Linked DNA regions of Sus scrofa: region 1 is linked to region 2. A link is a contact called in public Hi-C data. All regions are on one chromosome and are shown on one strand. The core of a region is the stretch at or near the end of the contact, and the rest is flanking DNA. Distances in the headings are between cores, read along the strand shown. Region 1 holds the start of SALL1 (sal-like protein 1). Region 2 overlaps LOC110260961 (a long non-coding RNA gene).

Region 1 (4,467 bases), core at 257-2,756, 300 kb after region 2:
CGCGAAAAAACGAAAAAAGTTATTAAAGTTTGGATCTCCCAATTAATTCGTCTCTGCTCGCCCATTTTTAATGAAACATCGCGAAGCTGATTTTGCGTGCGCATTTCGTTTGGTTGTTTGTTTCGGTGTTTTGGTGGGGGGCGAAAGCTCCCCCCCCCGTCCTTAATCACACACACAGCAACACAGCAAGTAACGAACACGTGTGAAGCTCTGCCCGGGAGCTTCTCCCTGCGTACGCGCTGCGTACCGGGAGGAAGGGTTTGCGGGACAGCCAGCTAGGCTCGGTTCCCGGCAGCACACGGTGCCCGGGAGGCCCGGACTTTCAAGAAGCCAAGATTGTTAGGCGGGCGGCTCCAAACGCGGGCGTAAGCGGAGAAACGAACGTGCAAGTGCACCCTCTGAGAGAGGGTGGGCTGGGGTGTTTGTGAGGACCACAGTTTGCGGAGTGGGGGGGTTGGTTTTACACGTGCTCCTGCACACTTTCCCGGGGGTCTGGAGGAAAGCGAGCGGCTCGCACCCCAGGAGCACGCAGATTCATCTTTGCCGAGGGATCTCTTTAAATATTCAGTGAGAAATAATGGCATTTGAAGCACCACCTATGGAAACATTATTATCTTCATTCTTCAACATCAGCGCCACTGATGGCTTCGTTTGTCTTTTTATCAAAATCTACGGTAACCAACAGGACCTGGGGAGAAAGGGAGAGCGAGGTAGAGAGGGGGCGTGTGTGTGCGCGCGTGCGTGTGTGTGTGTAACCGAGCGAGGGCAAAAGAGAGGAAAAAATAGGGAGAAATGAAAAGGTGAAGAGAGGGCGAGCAAGGAGGAGAAAGGAGAAGTTAACCAAGAATAAAATTAGTCGGTAGGAGAAAAACAGAAACATTCACCCTCACACAAAATATTTAGATTAAAAAGGATAAAAAAGACAAAAAAGAAAAAACCCACTAAAGAAAGAGTCATGGGGGAGCGCAGTAGGGTCTAGAGGACCCGAAACTCTATTCAGAAGATTGATGCCCACTTCGCGCGAACCGACTGTGTAGCTCTCCAGACTCCAGGGCGCTCCCGAATTGGGGCGTCCTTATGAGCCCTCTCGTTTCCCGATAGCGAGATAGGGCAGGGATTGTGTATCTGCACCCCCCTCCTCCCCATTACTCAACCGAAGTTTAGTTTGTCCCTCGGGCGCAGGACTTCGGGAACCTTGGAGCGAGAAGACCCCGAGACTCGAGGGGAAGAGCTAGGCTGAGCCGAGGACTGAGCCTCAGGTTCGCGGGCGCCCAAGCCCAGAGGAGGGAGTGCGGGTCCAAGGCTCCCCATTCCGGGCGCGGGTGGGGAGGCTGCATCCCAGCCTGAGGAGATGGAGCTGGTGCGAAAAGTTTGGGCGCCGCGCTCGGCAAATGCCTGAGAGGTGGAGGCGAGCTTCTGCGGGGCCAAACAGCTGCGGACAGGGACCCCCACCCCCACCCCCGCCGCCCCTCTCACTCCCGGCTGGGCTCGGCCACCTCTTCTCCAAGAGCCTGGGGCGCGGCCCCCTCTCCCAGGGCGGGCAGCCCAGGGCTCCCAGTGACTGGCCTTGCCCGGAGCCGGCGAGGCAGGGCCGCGCCTCCCGAGGCCAGGGGAGGGTTGCAGCGCGCCGGGTGAGCGGCGGCCCCTCCCCTCCCCCCGGCTGGAGCTGAACTCGGATCCTAGGCCGGTCCCCGCTCTCCGCCCGCCCCCGGCTCCGCGGCGCCACAGCTGCCGCCGCCTCCCCGCGGAGTGACGCGCCCTGCAGCCAACCGGGGCAGCCGGGGGGGAGGTCCGGGAGGGGTCCTGGGCGGAGCCGGGCCGCCCCCTTATCCCACGGGTTCGGGGCCGCGTCTCCCGAAAACTTCAGCCCTAATTGTCCTGGGAATGTCCGAGGTAGAGAAAGGGGGCAAGCGAGAGCCTGGAGGACTGGGGCCCTTTGAGGCGAATCGGGGTGGCGGGAGAGCTGCCCTCCCCACCCCCCCGAGCCCCAAACCCATCACGTTCCCAAACCTTTCCTTGGTCCTCTTCTCCGCGCCCCCGCGAGCCCGCGATCCAGGGATGGAGAACTCGGGGCGGAGGAGCACCGAGCCAGGCGGCGAGAGGGAGGGAGGCCGGGCCGCGGGCGGGAGGCGGACCGGCGTGGGGCTGGCTCTTCCCCACTCGCTTTTTTTTTTTTTTTTTATGGGGGTGGGGGTGGGCTGCTTTCTGGTAGCTCTTAAAGAAACGAAGAAACACTCACGAAACGGGACTTCCTCCCCCCAAATCCCGCCACGGGACGCCCTCCCCCCGCAGGCCGGCGCGCCTAGCGCCGGAGTTGGGAAGTTCGCCGCTCGCCCGCAGCCCGGGTCCCCAGCCGCCGTCCGGCCCCACCCCCACCCCCTACCCCGAGAGGCTTAATTCCGGGGAGGGCATGCTAATTTGGGTCGGCCCAGCCTGGGATGGGGGGGGGGGAGCGAGGGCGGGAGGCGGGGGGCGCGGGCCGGGGCGCTGGGTGCGCAGAGGCGAGAAGGCAGGCCCCCGGCGGCCCGGCCGCGGAGTCCCGGGCGGTCGCGAAGAGGGTTAACCCAGTGTCGGGCGGCGCGGAGCGCAGAGCCAGCCCCGCGGCCGGCTTATTGGGCCAGCGCGCGGAGAGACAGGGGTCTGCAGCAAATCACGAACTAATTGATTAAGGCGAGCGGGTTTGAATAGCGCTGGCCCGGTGCCAATCGCCTTTCAAAGAGCCCCTCTATGATTAATCGCAATGCATTATTGATAATCATAATTATAGCAGGACACATGCGCGCTGCGCCCGGGGCCGGGGAGCCGGGGAGGGGGCGGGCGGGCCGGCGGGCGGGGGGAGCCGCCGCCGCCGCCGCCGCTCGATTTCCGTAATTTTGAGAAGATTTTTTTTTAGTAATTTTTTATTCTGCCCCAGCTGATGTTTGAGCCAGCATGTCGCGGAGGAAGCAAGCGAAGCCTCAACATTTCCAATCCGACCCCGAAGTGGCCTCGCTCCCCCGGCGAGATGGTGAGTGCTCCGGCCCGCGCCGCGGACACACACACGCGCACACACGCACTGGCACTCACACTCACGCACACTTGGACCCACGCACACGCGGCCGGCCCCCGCGCCCACCGCCCCGCGGTCGCCGCCGCCGCCGCCGCCGAGTCCCCGCTGGCCTTTTTGACTCGGCAATTTTTTTTTCTTTTCAATTTTCAATTTGCCTTTGCTGGGCTTCCCCCTCCTGCCCCGGGGAAAGCAAACACTTCTCTCCGCAGGATCTTTCCGGAGTTGTTGGGTCCTCCTGGGGGGAGGAGAGAGGGCACGCCGGCCTTGTTCCTCTGTCCCAGCTTATCCCGGGAGCGGAGCCCGGGACCCGCTGAACCGTGGCTGGGGCCCGGGTGTCCGGCGGGGCTTGGGGTGCGGGCAGAGGCCGGCCGGCGCCTGACTGCGCGGAGCTCCACGCGCTCTCCCGCGGGCGCCCGGGGCCCCGGCCTGGCCTCCGCCGCCCTGGCCCTGCTGCCTTCGGGAAGGAAGTTTACTTTATGTTCCGGGCTGAACTTGGAGCTTTGGGGGAGCTCCCAGCGCCGCGCTCCCCCCGGTTCCCCAACCCTCCCACCCCTCCTGGGCTCCGCGCGAGGGAATGGGGTGCCTTTGGGAGTTCAGAGCTGCAAGAAGATGGGGACCTGTGTCCGGGCGCTCGCGCCTGATATGCTGGGGTGGAGGCCCGGGTGGAGAGAGCTCTTTGCAGCTAGTTGCTCCCCAGGCAGACTTCGGGAAGACGGGGGGAAAGTGTCGGGGTCCCTCTACCCAAGTTTACCCCCGCATCTCTTCTGCCAATACATGCATTCCCCACCCCACCCCCGCCAGCCCCCAAGTAATCTTTAGACTCGGTCAGCTCTCGCTAAGGATCGTGGTATCTTGCACTTCCAGGAGTGGTAAGGGTCGTTTTTCAGAGCAGGGGGACTATCTAGTCGCCAGAGAAACCCCCTAAAACAGAGGCACTGGCTTCCTCCGACGGAGGCGACAACTGCCGGGTCCCTAAGGGAATGAAGAAGTCCAGAACAAAGTTTGTGTGAGGGAGCTAAGGCAGAGAGAGGGAGAGATCCGGACAGGGAATTGGGGGGTACGGAGGGAACACCCCTCGAATCCCTCTTTACCCCTAAAGGTGTTTCACTTTGGGGTCTCCCGAGCTCCCAGGCCCAGGGCCGGAGGCGATGGAGCGGAGCCCGGGCTCGGTTCCCCAGCACAGTTCTCTTCTGGGTGCAGAAGGACGAGGGCTATCTCTCTCCCCAAACCCCGTCCCCCAGGAGCGGTCCCCGAGACTCCGGACGCCTCTTGGGATGCACCAGTCCCGGGCGTCAATTTGGGGTGTGGAGGAGGGAGCTGGACCCCCTAGAACTCCGAAGCTGCCCTTTGGTGGGCACCTTCTCAGTGCACTCAACTCTGCGGCCGCCTGGGCCCCGCGGTCCCCGGGGCCTTCCTTA
Region 2 (4,187 bases), core at 667-3,166:
TTCTTTTGAAAGAAAGATTCAGACTTGGTGGCAGCGGCCTGGGCTTCTGTGCCGCCACGTTGAAGGCGCTGCGTCACTACAGCTCCTGGAGCTGAACGAGCCCTTCATCTTCCTTGGGTGGTTCCAGCACTTCTATAACCAGCGTGGCCTCTGCATTCCTGGCCTTCGTGGAGTCGTCTCCTTCTTCCTCAGGACCCTCTGGAGGTCCCTCGACCATGGGATCACCCCAACCACCCAGGAGGGAGGGGCCACCAAGCGGATGGATCCCATTTCACTGATGGAGAGACCCCACCCCAGGGGGGGTGCAGGCTGTGCCTGAGAGACCGCTTCCCCCTTCCCCTGACCCCACCTCCGCTTGTTTCTGAGGGAGGTTATTTCCCCAGCTCGGTTCAGGTGTTCCTGGCTTTGTGTCTCCACGCAAGAATTGGATGGAGCTCTGTTTGGCTTCGCGGCCCCCTTCCTGACAGCGCCGTTTAATGGACGAACAGTTTGTCTTATTCCTCTGCCCGGGTTTCTTCACATTGTGTCGGGTTATCAGCCCTCCCCTGCAGATCATATTACAGCTTGTGCCGGGGCTGGACCCTCAGCAGGGTTCACTCTAAAGCAGATCCTTATCGTTACTTCAGTGATAAATAGAGAGGCGCTGGGAGCCCACGGTCGGGTTATTTATGTAGCTTCTCTGTGGATCATGTTTTATACAGCCAGGCCTTCACGTCAGGCCTCTCCCCTCTCCCCATCCAGCTTAGGTTGCATTCAGGAACTAAACACCCACAGCCCCTTAAATAATGTTAACTTAATAGCTGACGTTTTTATGAAATAAGTCTGTGTGGAAGAGGCAGAAGTGGGATGATGCAGACACAGCGCTGGAGCTGGGTTTCAGTGTGTGTGTGTGGTAAAGGGGAGTTGAGAGGATTTTGCAGGTTTATTCCAAACCCATGGAGAATGCTTTGCTTTCGGGGGAAGTCTCTCTTGGAAGTCTATGGTTTTTAAAAGGAAACACGAAAAAGAGTTGGAATTAAACGATGCATAATGCTTCTTGGGGAGGTGGGCAAATGATGGATGAGACGTCTTTCATGGAAGTGGGGGGGTTGTGTGTGGTTGGCGGGGGTCGTTCTCTCTGTGAAGTATCTTGGACCAAACCATCCCGATGGGGGTTGGGGTCGGGTTGGAGGGCACGGGTGGCCTCTGGTGGCACCTTATTTCCATCCTGTTCCTCAAATCCAAACTTTGGACATTTTCCTCAACTGGAGCTACACACACAATTCTCCGTGTGTGTGTGTGTGTTGGGTATGTTAAATGCGTGATTTTGCCAAAAGTCACCATCCGCTGTAGCCAGCTTATTTTGGGTGAACCATCTTAGGGCATTTCTTCCTTTTTGAAAACACCAGCAGCCTCAGATTTGGAAGGAGCATCAACAGCTTTCAACTGTCAAGTCCACCGGGGACATCTGGGGGCACAAGGTCACCTTCAGAGCCCCCACCCCCGCCAGTTAGAATTTGAAGAAAGAGGTAGAGTCTTGTTTTCAATAGCCCCCAACCTGAATTGTACCTTCCAGTGGAGGCAGGAAGAATAGCCTTTTGATGAGTTCCACAGTCGGAATGCAAATTCTCTCCCATCTCCTGGATACCTGGGCCTGCCCCATTTCTCTTTACTGTATTCTGCTTAGCTCGTGCACAGAATGGCAAAAACAAAGAGTCTTTCTGCAAAAGAAAAAGAAGAGGAAAGAGTGAATTTTGTACCCTCTTCTGAGCCCTCCCCAAATCCCCGCTCCAGGGCCTCAGCAGGCAGCAGGGTGCACGACGCATGTGGTGGCTCTTGCTGTGTGTTGCTAACCACCAAAAGGATGACACCATTCCTGGAGTCAGGCCTTCAACCCAGCAGCTGGGGCAGACTTGGCAGTGCTTCCCAGGCTGGGCATCTGGGAAAAGGCCCGGGAGCGAGGACATCCTGATTGCACTTTCAATGAAACGCCTCCTGGCTGACTCAGAAATGCAAGATGAACTTTGGACAGGGACGGCTTTAGTAGCCCTCTTGCTGAGTCATAAAGCCTGGCTGTGAGGATCCCTGCCTCGAAACATCCACATGCTGCCAGATTGGAGTCAGAAAAGACTTCCCCCGAAGGGAAGGGAGCACCAGAGGCACCAGGATGGTACAAAGGCAGCTCAGAGGTCTGGAAGTTTTAGAGAAGCCAGGGGTGCCATTCAGGGTCAATCCTTAAAGACACGGGACAGGCACAAAGGTAAGGCTCTGATGTGGGACAGTTGTGTGCCTGGCCCAGCAACTAGAAGATTCTTCACCAGCAGATGCAAATAGTATATACAGGATGGATCAGCAACAAGTCCAGCACAGGGAATTCTATTCAATCCCCTGTGATAAACTGCAATGGAAAAGAATATGAAGAGAATATGTATATGTATATATATATATGTATCACTTTGCTGTATGATAGAAATAAACACAACATTGTAAATCAATTATACTTGAATAAAATCTTTTTTATTTTTATTTTTTGCTTTTTAGGGACATACCCACGGCACATGGAAGTTCCCAGGCTAGGGGTCAAAGGAGAGCTGTAGCTGCTGGCCTACACCACAGCCACAGCAATGCCAGATCCGAGCTGCCTCTGTGACCTACACTGCTAATGTGGAACCTTAACCCACTGAGCAAGACCAGGGATCAAACCCATGTCCTTATGGATACTAGCTGATTTCTAAACTTTTTAAAATGATGGTGGTTATGGACACTGAAAAGATTTGATCAAGAGTTATCAAGAAACACATTCCTTCACTATGGATGACTTATATTTATGACTCCTATATAAGTACTGACTTGTGCCAGGCACCGCTCTGAGCATTTTAAAAGGGTTAATTTAGGGAGTTGCCGTCATGGCTCAGTGGAAACTAATCTGACTGGTATCCATGAGGATGGAGATTCAATCCCTGGCCTTGCTCAGTGGGTTGGGAATCTGGTGTTGCCATGAGCTGTGGTGTAGGGCGCAGACAAGGCTCAGATCCTGCATTGCTGTGGGATCCTGTGTTGCTGTGGTTGTGGTGTAGGTTGGCAGCAATAGCTCCAATTCGACCCCTAGCCTGGGAACCTCCATATGCTGTGGGTGTAAAAAGCAAAAAAAAAAAAAAAAAAAAGAATAAAAAGGGGGTACTTTCTTTGGGCCTCATCACAACCTTATCTGTTTGACGGATCTGGCAACCATGCCCTTGAGAGGTTCAGCAACTTCCCTGAGCTCACATAACTTCCACATGGAACTCAAACCCAGTGGCCTGGCTCAGGTCCGTGAAACTCTTGGAGACCCCGGCAGCCAAGCACAGATCCATCACTCCTGGGCTTTCCGCCTTCACAGGGGCCGTGTTTAAGAATGATACCCCGAGGCAGGCCTCTGCTGTCGTTTGCAGGGTTCGCCCCCATCCCTGCTGCCTTAAATCTGTAATTCTCCTCCCTGACCACCCCTTCTTTGATCTGAAATGTCCATGGAGCATTTATGGCTTGTCTTTCTAGTTGTGTCTATCGGCTGGATTAGATTACTGCTCTCCTATCGTGCCCCATCTCTTGTATTTTGGGTCATCACTTCCCATCTGCTTCCCTGGTGACTCTGTTTTATGTATCTGCTTCTAAGTGTGCACACTCAGCTCTAGGATCCCCTCATGTACCTGCCTGCTCATGATCCCCTGCAGTCTCCAGCCTCCATCACCAGCCTGTAGATAGCATCACGGCCACTGTCTTGGAGGCAATAGGTACTCAGGGAATGTTTGTTGAATGAAGGCATGAGTGAATAAATAACAGATAAACAAACTAGGCCTTGCCAATGGCCAAAGACCTACACCTGGTCTCCTATGGTACCCTCCCACTTGACACAATTATCCCAACACATTAATACCCGAAAGAAGCTGGAGCTAGGAGGTCATTACTTAGGGTAGAAAAGTGAAGAAGTTAAAAGCAGCTCTTTCCTGGCATCCCCAAATGTGATTTCAGCACAGAGGGTTGAAACTCATCCCAGCTGGAAGGATTCCATCCTTGACCTCTTTCTAAAAACCATCAAGCTAGGACTACCTGTAGTGGCACAGCAGAAATGAATCTGACTAGGAACCATGAGGTTGTGGGTTTGATCCCTGACCTCGCTCGGTGGGTTAAGGAGCCGGCGTTACTGTGAGCTGTGGTGTAGGTTGAAGATG

Evidence for each region. Hi-C and Micro-C count contacts between places; a contact is called where the count stands out from the background.
Region 1: a Hi-C map of liver shows a contact between it and region 2, with 8 times the contacts expected there. The contact joins the promoter of SALL1 here to the enhancer-like site in region 2. A contact is called at or near these places in 1 of 5 promoter capture datasets (liver) and 6 of 47 Hi-C or Micro-C datasets (epiblast stem cells, liver and skeletal muscle).

Annotation. Positions count from the first base shown.
Region 1 is chr6:33,730,160-33,734,626 of Sscrofa11.1, forward strand. SALL1 (sal-like protein 1) reads left to right here and starts at 1,507. Exons shown (of 4, transcript XM_003126987.4): 1 at 1,507-1,893; 2 at 2,915-3,007. The coding sequence starts at 2,932. LOC110260963 (a long non-coding RNA gene) reads left to right here. Exons shown (of 2, transcript XR_002344613.1): 2 at 1-189.
Region 2 is chr6:33,427,080-33,431,266 of Sscrofa11.1, forward strand. LOC110260961 (a long non-coding RNA gene) reads right to left here. Exons shown (of 3, transcript XR_002344610.1): 2 at 1,549-1,700. Among named protein-coding and RNA genes, the nearest start is that of SALL1, 300 kb to the right of the region's middle. Within about 2 kb of position 1,917, at least 16 of the 83 cell types and tissues checked have an H3K27ac peak or open chromatin away from gene starts, as enhancers often do. A contact at or near this core is called in liver, where this site is marked.